2 separate regions of the Macaca mulatta genome follow, and region 2 is linked to region 1. Evidence: chromatin contacts called from public Hi-C data. All regions are on one chromosome and are shown on one strand. Each heading gives the region's core, a stretch centred on a gene start, on an enhancer-like site or on the middle of the called end of the contact. The rest is flanking DNA. Distances are from core to core; before and after follow the strand shown. Region 1 holds the start of TXNRD3 (thioredoxin reductase 3). Region 2 holds the start of CHST13 (carbohydrate sulfotransferase 13).

Region 1 (6,333 bases), core at 119-2,618:
CAGCTGTACTGTTTTTTAAGACCAAAATACTAGAAACAGCAAAATGATAAACTCCGGTATGATTCATCCTAGGGAGTAGTCAGCAATGAAAATTAATGAACCCCAGCTACAGATACTAATATGCATGAATCTCTGAAACATAACTGTTGAGGAAGAAAACTGCAGATGTATATATGGTTCGATTTATATCAAGTCCCAAAACAGGCCAAAAGGAACCAAATATTGATTAATAATGTATATATTTGGTAAAAATGTAAAAAAAAAAAAGAAATTTTGCATAGTGGTTAATCCTGAGGGAGGGAGAAGACAGCCAAGGAAGCTTCTACAGTACTAGTGTCACTTTATTATTCTTAAAAATGTATATGCATAATATATGTTTTAAGAAACTATACACATCAATGTAAACTTCAAATATATTTGAAAAACAGCCTATAATTTCATGAGCTCAACCTAATAGTTTATGCTTTTGCATACTGTCTTCCACGTATCATTTTTCAACTTTCTGTAAAATGAAGTAAATTCCTAAACGTTGAAAGTCTCTGCCTTACACGTAGGTTATCACCCAAAGGCTCGTTTTTAAGTGAAGTATTCTTAAACTCAGAATACATTTGTCCTTAGAAATAATGCCGGATTCCTAGCCTGCGCTGAAAAGTTAAGGCAGTGTGCATGAAGCTGAAATTACCTCACAACCTTCCCGTACCTTCGTTTCCCAAGACGGAGAACTGAGGTTCGGCGCAGGGTCCTAACCCAGGTCGAGGTCACGCAATTAGGAGTGTTTCTGTTTTGATAAACCATCACAAGCCCACCTCAGGGGAAGGCCGGGGAGAGGAGAGGACGGGCGGCTGACCTCACTGCCGCAGCCCGGGAGTGAGGCGGGCGCCCCAGCCCGGACCCGCCCTGCCGGGGGTGGCGTCCGCGTGGCGGCCTGGTCGCGCGCGGTGGAACCGGCGAGGGCCGCGCCTACCCGAGTACTGTGGGGACAGTAGCTCTTGCTGAAGATCATCACCCGGCTGCGCTCAATGAGGCCCCGGAGGCGGCGGCGCAGCTCCTCGCGGGCCTCGGACGAGCTGCTGGGCCCGGGGGACGACAGGCGGGCGCGGCGCCCCGGCGGCGACAACACGCGCGCCCCTCGGACATGGCCCGAGCGGCGGTTGGGGGCATCGCCCGCCTTCCCCGGCCCTGGCGACTGTGGCGGCGACTGCTCCACGGTCTCGCTTTCGCTCCCGGCCGGGCCGGGCCTGCTCACAAACCGAAACGCAGGCGGCGGCGGCGGCGCAGGGACCTGGGCTGAGGGGCGGCGAACGCTGCCTTCGCTGGCCACTCTCAGCACCCGCGCGAATCCGCCAGGCAGCCGCTCGCCCCACCCCCAGCACCGCCCCGCGCATGCGAACTGGGCCCCCCGCCCGCCCGCGGCGTACGCCTGCCCTTCTCAAAGAGGCGGGTACCAAGCGCGAGCCTCTTTATCTCCAGGCTGTGCGCGCGTCCGGAGACCAACCAATCTTGGCGATGCCGCTTGGAGATGGCCTCTGTGCAATGCCTTTTACTCCTAATAATCCCCAACAGCCCGTTTAAACCACCTTAAAATATACATTCTTCAATTTTTATGAGAAGTGTGAATTGGAAAGATTGATATTTTTAAAAGTTTAGATCACACAAGCTAAATAAATACATTGCGTTTGCTATTGCAATGCAACTTTAAGATGAGTTTCGTAGGTTGCTACCCGTCAGTTCCCTTCTACATAGAATTCCAGAGCCGCCCCTAACAAAGGAACTCTGAAACTGCGAGAACAGGAATCCTCTGTCCATTTCAGGGGGTGGATGGAAGACCTTTGAGCTGAACTAGCCTGCAATGACTTACAGCCCCCTCCACCACAATGGGTGAATAAAACCCCAATAAAGAGAACAATCAACCGCAGGACCAGCAGGTGTGAACCGGTTCCTGCCTACCTCTAGGCTGTCATCCCCTGACAGTGTCCCTCCGGTTCATTCTGCTTCAGCTACACGGGCTTTCTCCCTGTGCCTCAGATGCGTCAAAACCATTCTCGCCTTTGGGTCTTTGCACCTTTAGCTTTATCAGTCTAGGATGTTGTCTCCTGCAGTGGACTGAATGTATCACCCAGATTTCATATGTTGAAACTCTCATCCTAATGTAACAATATTTGAAAGTTAAGACCTTTGGGAGGTAATTAGGTCATGAGGGCGGAATCTTTGAGAGTGGGATTAGTACCAGTAGTTAGTATCATTAAGAAGAGGCCAGAGAGCTAGCTCACTCTCCACCATGTGAGAACACGGTGAGACCTTACAACTGAAATGGGCAAGTCGGCCCTCATCAGAAGCAACCGTGCTGACACCTTCATCTCAGACTTCCAGGCTCCAGAACTGTAAGAAATAAAATTCTGTTGTTCATAAGATGCCCCTTCTATGGTGCTTTGTTCTAACAGCTCCAACAGACTAATACCTGCTCCAGCAAGTCTGGCTCCTCATTGCCAACTAAGTCTTGGCTTAAATGTTACCTCCTTAGATAACCTTTTGCTGTGTACCCAAAATGAAGTAGCTGCTAATTTCCATCATTTCACACATGTTCCAGTCCCTTCATGACACATTTATTATTATTTTCAACGACCTCCTATAATTTCTGGTTTCCTTGCTTGTTGTCTGCCCTAGCCCTGTCTCCATGACCTCGACTGGAATGCGAGTTCTGTGAGAAAAGGGCCTTATCACTTTGGCCCACAACTCTAGCCCCAGAGTTTATCACAGTGCCTGGCTCATAGTAGGCACGGAATACAGTTTTACTGAAGGAATGAATTAGTGATTCATACATGTCACATCTTACCAGAACATATATTACCATATTTTGCTTCTCCTCTTGTCCTCACATGACAGGCTGGGATCTCAAATTCCTCTTCTTCCTACTCTGTTCATCCAGGGAGCCACAAATCTGGGAGGTGGAGTACAGACCATGATGTTCAGGGACTGCCTCATGCCACTCCTGTTGCCCTGTGCCCACATGGCTTATTTCATGCCTTGACTCCACAAGCACTTCCTGAACACCTCGGTCTGTGCTAAGTGTTAGGGAATAAGCACGTGGAAGATAGCACCTGTCTTCAGGAGATCAGAGCCCTTCTAGGAGAGATGTCAAAAATAAGAAATGCAAATGAGGAAGCAGTTCTAAAGAGAAGAATAATACCTGAGCTGGATGTGATGAAGTGAAGAATCATTGGCCCAGACAATAAGCACTGGAAGAGGGTATCAGAGGGAGGCAGCCGAGCTGAACCACAGAAGCAGGGGAAGGCTGGTGTATTGGGGGAAAATGCTGAAAGATCCAAAAATGAGCAGAGGTGAGGGAGAAATGAATGCCATTGAAGTGAGCAGGGGCCAGATGGCTGCGATCTAGTTGACACTGTTTAGAAGATCTCTAGGAAGGAAAAGGAACATGAGACAATGACTTCAGGCAGCAAGAAGATGACTTTCCTATTAGCCCAAGCAAAAATCAGAGTTTGGAAGAACTGAAGAAGAAAGGAAACAGAACAAGAGAGAGGTCCCCTTTATCTTTTTATTTTTATTTATATTTTTAAAGAGACAGTCTTCTATTGGGACTCTGGACATCTAGACATCAGTGCAGGGGCTTTCTGAGACCAGCCTCCCTGGCAGGCTTAGATGTGATCTAGCCTGAGTCAGGAGGGGAACACACGTGGGGCTGGATGTTCTTTCAGATCCCTGGCAGAGATCAAAGACAGAGTGGTCAGCTTGACCTAGCTTCTGCAAGCGCTGGCTCTGATGTGGGAGAGGGAGGCAGTCCCCAGAGCAGGAATGCCTTCCCTGGGGCTCCTATCCTTGCAGGGGAGAAGCTGGCCATTGTCCCTTAAGAGCTTCCTTCACTGCAGCCCGAGGGGGGCGACTGACAGATTCCTCAGGGGGGCAAACGGAACGGATTCCCCAGGGGAGGAAACCTCTGGGCTCTGGCTTCAACCCCCTCCCGGGGAAACATTCACAGCCCCTCCGGAGGAGAGCCCTGCTGCAGGAAAACTCTAGGGCAGGGCCCAGCTGCGAGGGGCCTGGGCTGTTGGTGATAGTACCCCAGGCTCCAAACTCTCTGGGCCTGGGGGCAGTTCCCTTCCTTGGTTACAACAGATTCTTACCCCGCCGTGCCCTACAGCCCGCCCCGCGAGGAACGGGCCCAGGAGTGGACGGGTGGATAGGCATTCCGGTGTCTCGAGTCGGGGCCAGCCTGAGCAGCACCACTCGCGTGGGGCACACAGGGCATACAAGGCAGGCACCAGGCTCCAGAACAGCAGCTGACAAGTCTTCCGGCGGCGTCGGGTCTCCATGGGGACGGGGGCGGGGCCAGGCGGCCGTGATGGAGTTGGGGCGGGGCTTTTCAACTGTAAATGGCCCCGCCCAGCCTGGGCAAAGAGACATAGCCTGGCCTGGAAGACCGAGTCAGGGACCCCCAGGCAGAGGCTGACCCCTGCTGGCGGCCGGGGCCTCCTGCCTCCAGGTGCTGCTGCCCCTACACGGACTGGCGCCCTCTGCGGGTCCCGCGACTCCCCGCTCAGCGCCTCCAGATGCCTCACCCGGGCCCACTCCGCTGGGTCCCCAGGGACCTTAAAGCGCTGGCCCAGCAGCGGGGTCACTCCCATAAGCCTCCCGACCCTCCCATGGGTCCTTTGGAGCCCTGGATTGTGAAGCTGATACTTCCTCAGGGCCGCGCGCCCGGACGCGGCTGCTCCAGGACCACAGCTGACTGAGTGCGGCCGCGTCCCCTGCAGGCCACCCGTCAAGGGCACAGGCCACAGGAGCCCCAAGGCGCAGTGGCTCACCCTGCCCGGAGTTGACCCTTGAGGTGGGGAGAGGGCACTAACTCGGGTCCTCTCCCCTTCCTCAAGGCTCCTTCCTCCCCTGGGGTGAAGGGCTCCCAATCCCAGCACTTTGGGGCCGTCCTGTTTAATTCATGCCCACAAATGATCATGCAGTGTGCTGGGACAGAGAAGACAGGCACGCTGGCCTCCGAGGGGTGAGACAGACTAGTCTATCAATGCAGAAAATTCCCAATAGGGACAAGGGCCAGGAAGGAAACACCAGGAAAAGTGAGGGTGGAAGATGGGGGTGACCCTACTGCAGGTGGGTGCTCAGGGAGGGCTTCTCTGAGGAGGTGACATTCACTTGATTGGCAAAACAGATGGGCAGGGCCTGTGTAAGTCTTCTAAGAGAGGGAACGGCAGTGCCCAGCGGGCTGTCCCGGGGATGGAAATAGGGCAGCGGGTGGGGGTGGGGGTGTGAGCCAGGCAGGCAGGACCCAGACACCGTGTGATGGGTGCAGTTTTGGGACCCATGGAGGCTCTGAGGAAGCCCTGGGCCTCAGAAGATGGGGAAACAGGAGGACCCACTTAGAGGCCTTCACAACCTTCTAGGGCACAGACAGTGCAAAACAGCTCAGGCTAGAATGCAGTTTAGGTTTCAGAAGGGTGCTGGGTCCCCTACTCTCTTCTTGAGGCTAAAGGGCTCCGGCTCCTTGGGACCTTTCCATGGGGATATGGCTCTGGGGCCCCAGCTACATGGACAGCCTTCCGATGGTTATCTACAGCCAGGAAGGGGGCATGGGCCAACCCACCCCTTCCTTGGCCAAGTGGACAGATGAAGGGAGCCTCTGGGAGCAGGATTGCTGGACTGAGAATTAGATTTGGAATGTAATCCAAACCCCCCAAAAGCCACCTCTTCTCTGGAGCTTGGCTTCTTCAGGAAAACTGGGCACAAAGGACAGCAAGAGCATCTCTCAGGACCCTTGCCTCTCCACCTTGTGATGCTTTTAGATGGTTCTCAGGGGCCACCCTTTTCAGAAAGAATTCTTGGGCTATAGGAAAGTAAAGGGAGGAAATGTGTTTTGAGTGGCAATTAGCCCAAGCTCCAGACTAGGTGTTGGTTTGGTGGGGGTTGCTTTTCCCCTTGCACCAGCCCCCTTCACAAAACCTGAGTCCTGGCTAGGGCCGGGAGTGAGATTCCTGTTCTAGATTTTCATCATTCCGTGTTGCCCAGGAGGAGGTCTGTGGGGAAAGGAGACAGATATTAGCAAGTATATAAAAGACAATTTAGCCAGAGAAAACCTAAAAGAGAAATCAGGATGAGGGGATTAGGAATGGCAAAGGAGGAGCTGGGGGAGAGGGAGTTGGGGGTGGGGCTGGGACAAACACAAAGGAGGTGGGTGTGGGGGCCAGGGAAGTAAAGTCCAAGAGGTCAGCGGACCAGAAGCCACAGCCTTAGTGGGGCCTCAGGAGAGCAGCAAGCTGCGTCTACCTTGGAAAAGTGGAGAAAGGACTGCAGTGAGCTGGGCAGGGA
Region 2 (6,495 bases), core at 928-3,427, 120 kb before region 1:
TGAGGGCAGACACTGCAGGGGTCTCACCCTCTCCAAGCGGACCTCAGCACGGAGTGGGTGTTCTGTATCTGTCGAATGAATGAATGAATGCGAGTCCCTGGGAGAGAGCGTCTTCACAGGGAAGCTCTCAAGGCCCCGGGCGTCTAGCCAGGCATCTGAACCCTCCCATCCCAAGACCCAAGACCATCTCTTCCTCTCTCCAGGGACCCCATCTCCAGGGACATCTCCGGATGAAGGGCTGAGATGTTATTCCCAACTTTGACCACCAGGTGGCAGCACATAAGGGCAAGGAGCGCTGAGGATTCCAGACAGGCAGTGGGGCCAGGGAATGCCGGTCTGGGGAAATTTGGAAGGCACCTTTGGATGCGAGTTAGGTCCGGCAGGGAATGCAGATGACCTGGAATCCCTGGGTCCTGGGCCAGTCTGGGGGTGGGCTGGAGGCTCCCCAAGGCCCGGAAAGTCATGATAAGAAGCTCTGGCTTACTGTGAATGGGGACTCCCACCTCTCTGTCCTTTGAGACCACCATCACCATTTAAAGCTGTATCTCAGAATCAGCAGAACTATTATTTGCTTAATATTCTTCCTTAAATAGATCTTCCACAACTTAAATAAATGTAATAGGAAGAAATTTTTATTTCACAACTGTAACAGAAACCAGTCATTTGCCAGAAACAGGCAGTAACCATAAACAAGTTAATTACTAACATCAAATACTTACCTGGCACTCACTGAGTGCCAGGCACTGTTGCAAACATTTCCTGTATCTCATTTAATCTTCACAGCAGTGAGGTTTAGGATTACCCCCCTGTACAGGGAAATGGGGCACAGAGAGGTGTGGTGACTTTCCTAATCTCCCACAGCAGTAAGTGGTACCAGGTGGGTTTGGAGTCACCAGATTTTTCAAAAGCAGTTTAACAACTGGAGCTTAGAGTGTGGAATAATAGACACTGGAGACTTGAAAGGGTAGGAGAGTGAGTGGGGTGGGAGGGATAAGGAATTATTTAGTGGGTACAATGGACATTATTTAGGTGATGGTTACACAGAAAACCCAGACCTCACCACTGTATAATATATTCATGTAACAAAACTGCACTTGTGTCCCTTACATTTATACAAAAAAAACTCCAAAAAACCTGGAGTTTAACGCAGTACCCTATCCCATGCACTCACACTGCTAAATGTTGTCTCCAACACACTCATTCGCACACACAGTGCCAGCTGCACCCTCCGGTTCCCTGCTAGCCTGACTTCCAGGCAGCAAGACCCTACGGTTAGGCGTGGGCTCCCACTCAGGGCTAGCTGAATGTGTGTGTCTTTCAAAGGCTGGACTTTACTCTCACCTCCCCCCCTCCACCCCCCAACACACACACACACACACACACACACACACACACACACACACACACACAGTCCCTGGCAAGTCCTCGGTGCTCACATGGTGCTCAGAGAAGTTGTGGGTGACACGCTGAGGCGCAACAAACTCCATTCCCCGGGGGATGTAAGCTGAGACACTCCCTCTCTGTCCAGAGGCTAGCGCCATCTGCACGAGCTAGATTCAGGCAGGACCTGGAAACCCCAGAGAAAAGCAAGGGTACAGGGAAAGCAAGCCTTGGGTCGGGGAAGGAGGGACACTGTTAGGCCTCCTACTGAGGGCAGGGGTCCCAGAGAACCATGGACAGGGCAACGCTCTACTAGGCTCCTTGGTTCATCTCGGATCAGCCCTTGGGCCCCTGGCATCTAAGGCAGCAAAATGGCAAGGGGACACCGCCCGGGGTGGGGCACGCCAACGCGACAATACCTCTTGGCCTTGGGTGGATAACGGCACCTCGGGGCAAACACTAGGGGCGGAGCCTAGGGGCGAGGGGCTTCCCCAATCAGTCTCCGCCCTCGCGCCCTGGACTTCGGCCCCATTCTATCAGGTGAGGGTGCAGGCACGAAAAGAAGACTGGGCACGAAAAGAAGACTGGGCCTGCCGCCCCACTCTGTCCCGTCTACTCAGTCCCCAGCGACTCGCAGGGGCTCGTGGGGCTGCAGTCCAGTTGCCGTGCTCCCCTGCCCTGCGCGGCGCCGCGCGTCTTGGTAGGCGCTGCGCTGCCGGGGCGGGGTCCTGGGCCAGGGCACCTCCGCCCCCAGCCGGACCCAGCGGACTGTCCTCCGCCGCGCGCCCGGCACAGCATGGGGAGGCGCTGCTGGCGGCAGCGCGTGCTGGCTGCCGCCTGTCTAGGCGCCGCGCTCCTGCTCCTGTGCGCCGCGCCCCGCACCCTGAGTCCGGGTGAGTGCTCGCCGGCCCAGCCGCGCAACCGCAAGCAAACGCTCCCACCGCGGCCTGACCCCTCGACAGCGGCGGGGACACCTGCCATCTCCTTCCTGGCTGGGGCTAGGAGTGGCGGGCAGGGTGGCTGGTGGGGCACAGAAAGGCCCTAGACGCCCCCACGAGCAAAGGCTCTTGCTCCTTCTCCGGAGTTATCTCCCTACTCCCAGAGCGGTGACTATTTGGGTCCCACAGCCGGTGCCTGGAGACCGGGGTCAGTTGTGGGGAGTAGAGGGCATTTGGCCAATCCAGGAAGGCCGTCTCCCTTACCTTCGCCCCCTTCCCCTGGGCAGCCGGGAGCCCCTGGACGTGAGCGCTGCTCGGCCCATGAGCATAGGAGGGGAAGCTTGGGCCACTCGGTCGGGTCCCTCGGTTGTCCTACTGTGCAGTGGGTGCCACTCCCTGCTCCACCCTGAAATCCACACCGGGTAAGGTTTGGGACTCCTGTGCACCCACCTCGTGGTCTGGCTGGGGAAACTGAGGCAACTAGTCATGACTGCAGAGCTGAGTGCCCTGGGCTCCACCGGTGCTGAGTCTGTGCTCTGAGTCTCTCCTCAGCTCATGTGAAGCCTCCCATCAACGCATTTCACACAAATCGAAGCAGGCCAGAGAGGTAGGGAGACGGGTGTGGTGGCAACATGCTGGCTACACAATCTCCTTGGGGCTGGAGGGGCCCAGCCAGCACCCCGGCCTCCTGACCTCAGGGCTGTTTGCCTTTCCTTGTATGTGGTATGTGTGCCAGGTGGGACGTCTCAGTCTGCCTCCCCACCCCCAGTGTGGGCTCTGAGAATCCTGGGCCCCACCCTTGGAACCTGGCAGACACAGTCCCAGGGAGTAAGTAACTAGGTCCAGGGTGGGCTGGGATGTTGGGCAGTGGGGGTGGGAGTGGCCCAAGACTTGAGGATATCAGGACTTGGGGAGGCCTCTGCCCACACCCCCTGCCCCTCACACTGCCCCCTGCCCCTTGTGTGCCCAGAACACAGCAGGTCAAACCTGGATGCCTCCCCAAGCCCATGGGATAGGGCTGGGGTCTCTCCTTCCAACACCCCCACCACCCCTTCTGTGAGCTGGCTAGCGGTGTAGAGCAGACAGTCTCCTGGCAGTCTGGGGTGTGGACTCAGTGTCTGTGGCTGCCACAGCCTCTGTCCACCCAGTCATTCAGTGACAGATGTTTACCCAGTACTAAGACAGGGCAGGGGTTGGTGGCTACTGGCCCCTCAGGGCTCAGTGTGGGATGTTAGAGGACACCTGAGCGCCTGGGTCCTGGGGAGTGTCTGCAAAGGAGCATACATCTTTGAGTGACCGCATGGAGTGTCTGTGTCCCCATGTCTCTGTGGGATATCTCTCTCCAGTCACCTACTCTACCCGGGTTTGAGGGATGAGAAACAAGCCAAGGTACTAGTCACCTTCTGGGCTTTGTTCCTTCCGACCTCCCTCCCTCTCCTGCAGAGCCTGGGAAGAGACAGCAGGTGTTAGGAGGGCGGCTCCAAACCTCCCTTCCTAGCCTCTGTGCAGGCTGGGCTCTGCACCTGGCCTGTCCTACCCTTGGCCATGACCTTCTCACCCAGCGTCTCAGAATCTCTCTCTGTTTCTGTCAGGCTCTCTTGTACCTCTCCCATGGCCTGTTTCCAGCCATCATGCTTTGTGAGTGACCCTGGGCGAGCAAGAGTTAACCAGACCAACCTATCCAGCCTCTCCCACTGGCTTTTCTCCCTCCCAAGCCCTGAGCTGAAGTTTTGGCTGAGACCATGCTTGGGGGCCTGCAGGTGGCATGCAGGGAGGGCACTCAGCTGGGAAAGGTCTTTTCCTGCCAGGGTAGTCCTGCTGGAGGGGCATCTCCTGCCCTTGGCCTCTGGAAATGGCCTCACGAGGGCCTGCAGTGTCTCTGCAGCCATGCCTGAGTTGGAAGGGATGTGGTCTGTGCCCTGTGAGGGCTTCTGGCCTGGGAATGAGGGCTCCAGAACCCAGGAGGAATTTCAGCCCCTTCTCCCTAAAGGTCAGGCCCAGCACCATCCCCTCCTTCTCCAGAGCAAGAGGTGCTGTCATAAGTTGGGCAAGGGGCCACTGAAGGGCCACTGGCTCAGGCCTGGGGATCTTGCTGCCCCAGGGAGCTCAGAGACATTCTAGTAGGGGGAGGTGTGCGGCAGCCCCTCCACACCCACAGCCTCAGCCTCAGGGCTCCACCACCAGCACTGGCCTCATGCCTAGGGTCCCAGGGAGGAGGAGATTCCAGAAAGGTGGGGCAGCTGCCCAGAGCACCACTGCCCTCATCACCCCACCCTCACCCCCAGTGCCCAGCGGCAGCGCCCAGCGGCAGACCCCTGGGTCTCCTGTGGCCCCTTGGCTCCCTCTGTGTTCTTGCCTGGGCATGGTGGCCATGCTTCCCGTGGCTGGCACACCACGGACCACAGACCTGTTGGTTGCCTGCTCATGCCAAGCATATGTCTAGGTGCTGAGAGACAGTGGGGAACAAAACTTAGAAATCCCCCTGCCTCGAGGAGCTTACATTTTTAATAGGAAAATCCAAGATCTCAGCTCTATGTCTTCTGCCTCTGAGACACTGGAGAGAGCAGTGTTGGCACTAGCCCCCTTCCCCCATTCCACTCCCACGGCCGCAGGGCTGAGCATCTGTCCCAGTGTTTGGAGTCACAGGTGTTCCTCTTGGAGCCAGGCGGGCCTCTGCATCCCATCCCAGCCCCTGCTCACCCCTAGGCAGGCAAGGAAGCTAAGACCGTGGGCCACCCGATGGCACACAGTGGTAGCCTCGGTGAGGACAAACCCAACTCAATTCAGACTCCCTGCAGCTGGGAGGGAGTGGGTCTGTGCCTGTGACTGAAAAGGCCAGGTGCCTCTGCCTCGGATAGGCATAGATCTTGGGGTTCAGATCATACCTCCAGCTGTAGTTTAGCTTTTCTCTGCCATAGCCTCACTCTCAGCTGCACAGTTCAGCAACTCCAACCCAAAGCCAGAGAGGGCTCCTTTGCCACTGATTCCAGCCAAAGTCCCAAGGAGGCGTCCATTGGCCCAGTCTGGGTCTCAAGTGCCCATCTCAGAGCCAGTCAGGTGGCAGGAAGGGCTGGGAGGCTGTGACTGGACAGGCCTAGGCCACATGCCTATCCTAGCAGGTGGCGGAGGCGGAGGGGAGCCTATCGGAATCACATGAGCTGAAGGCCTGGCAGGCTTCCTCCTCTGGTGGGTGGGCAGAAGGAGTGGGAGAGGCTGCTGGGGCCAAATTGGTAGATGCTCTCCGTGCTGCTGTCCATCTTCAGGTACTGCTGGAGTGTCCCAAGTTCAGAGGACGTCCAGAGAGTACCGTGAGAAGAGGCAAGCTGGCAGCTGGGCAGCTCTGCAGAACAGGAACTGGTAATCCTGTTTTGCAGAGGGGAAAAGATCAAGAGAAAGGAAGTTGCTTGCTCAAGTCAGGAAGTACGGGGCCAGGATTTAAATCCCAGCTGAAACCCCAAATCCTTTTTCTTTCCATTCTATAGGGCAGGGGCACTTGTGTTGGGCTTTGAAAGCTGCATAGGAGTTTAACAGGTAGGAAAATGAGGAGAGGAAACTGGAAGCAGAAGGAATGGCACAGAGAAAAGCATGGAGGAGTGAAATGGCCTGGGGTGTGAAGGGATGTGCTGTGGGTGGGGCTCTGGGTCCTCGAGAGAGAATGGTGGGATGGGAGGCAGGAAGATACTCTAAGTTGGGGCTCAGTCATGAATAGCCTTGAATGGGATGCTAGGGTCTGGGGTGTTCTTCCTATGGCTGTCAGAGGGCATCAGTCTTTAAATAAATAGTCACTGGCACTGGGCAAGGCACAGGGGTTACAGAAAAGCAAAAACTCTCCTTCCCTGTAGAACTGACCTTCCAGAGGGGTCAACCTGCACAGAAATCAAAATATTTCAGCAATAAAGACTGCTGTGGCTGGAGCCGAGTGGTGAACTGGGAAGGGTGGTGGTGTACTGGTGGGCCTGGGCGGGAACCAGGGTTTGCTGTAAGTAGTGGGAAGCCCCATGGGTTTAGAGATCACCCAGGTGGGGCGAGGAGAAATAGGAGACAGGTGAAGTGTCTCTTTCCAGTCTTAGTAATTGTCCCAGGGAGAGCCCTGGGGCCTACCCGGGGCTGGCTGGGGGCAGGGAAGGTGGAAGTGGGGATCCGGAGGGTTCTGGAGGCACAGCTGACGGCACTGTGC

Evidence for each region. Hi-C and Micro-C count contacts between places; a contact is called where the count stands out from the background.
Region 2: a contact with region 1 is called in a Hi-C map of liver, with 6 times the contacts expected there. The contact joins the promoter of CHST13 here to the promoter of TXNRD3 in region 1. A contact is called at or near these places in 2 of 14 Hi-C or Micro-C datasets (fetal cortex germinal zone and liver).

Annotation. Positions count from the first base shown.
Region 1 is chr2:157,316,652-157,322,984 of T2T-MMU8v2.0, reverse strand. It overlaps TXNRD3 (thioredoxin reductase 3), which reads right to left and starts at 1,368. Exons shown (of 16, transcript NM_001353341.2): 1 at 965-1,368. The coding sequence starts at 1,207.
Region 2 is chr2:157,441,633-157,448,127 of T2T-MMU8v2.0, reverse strand. CHST13 (carbohydrate sulfotransferase 13) reads left to right here and starts at 2,177. Exons shown (of 3, transcript NM_001194636.2): 1 at 2,177-2,273. The coding sequence starts at 2,177.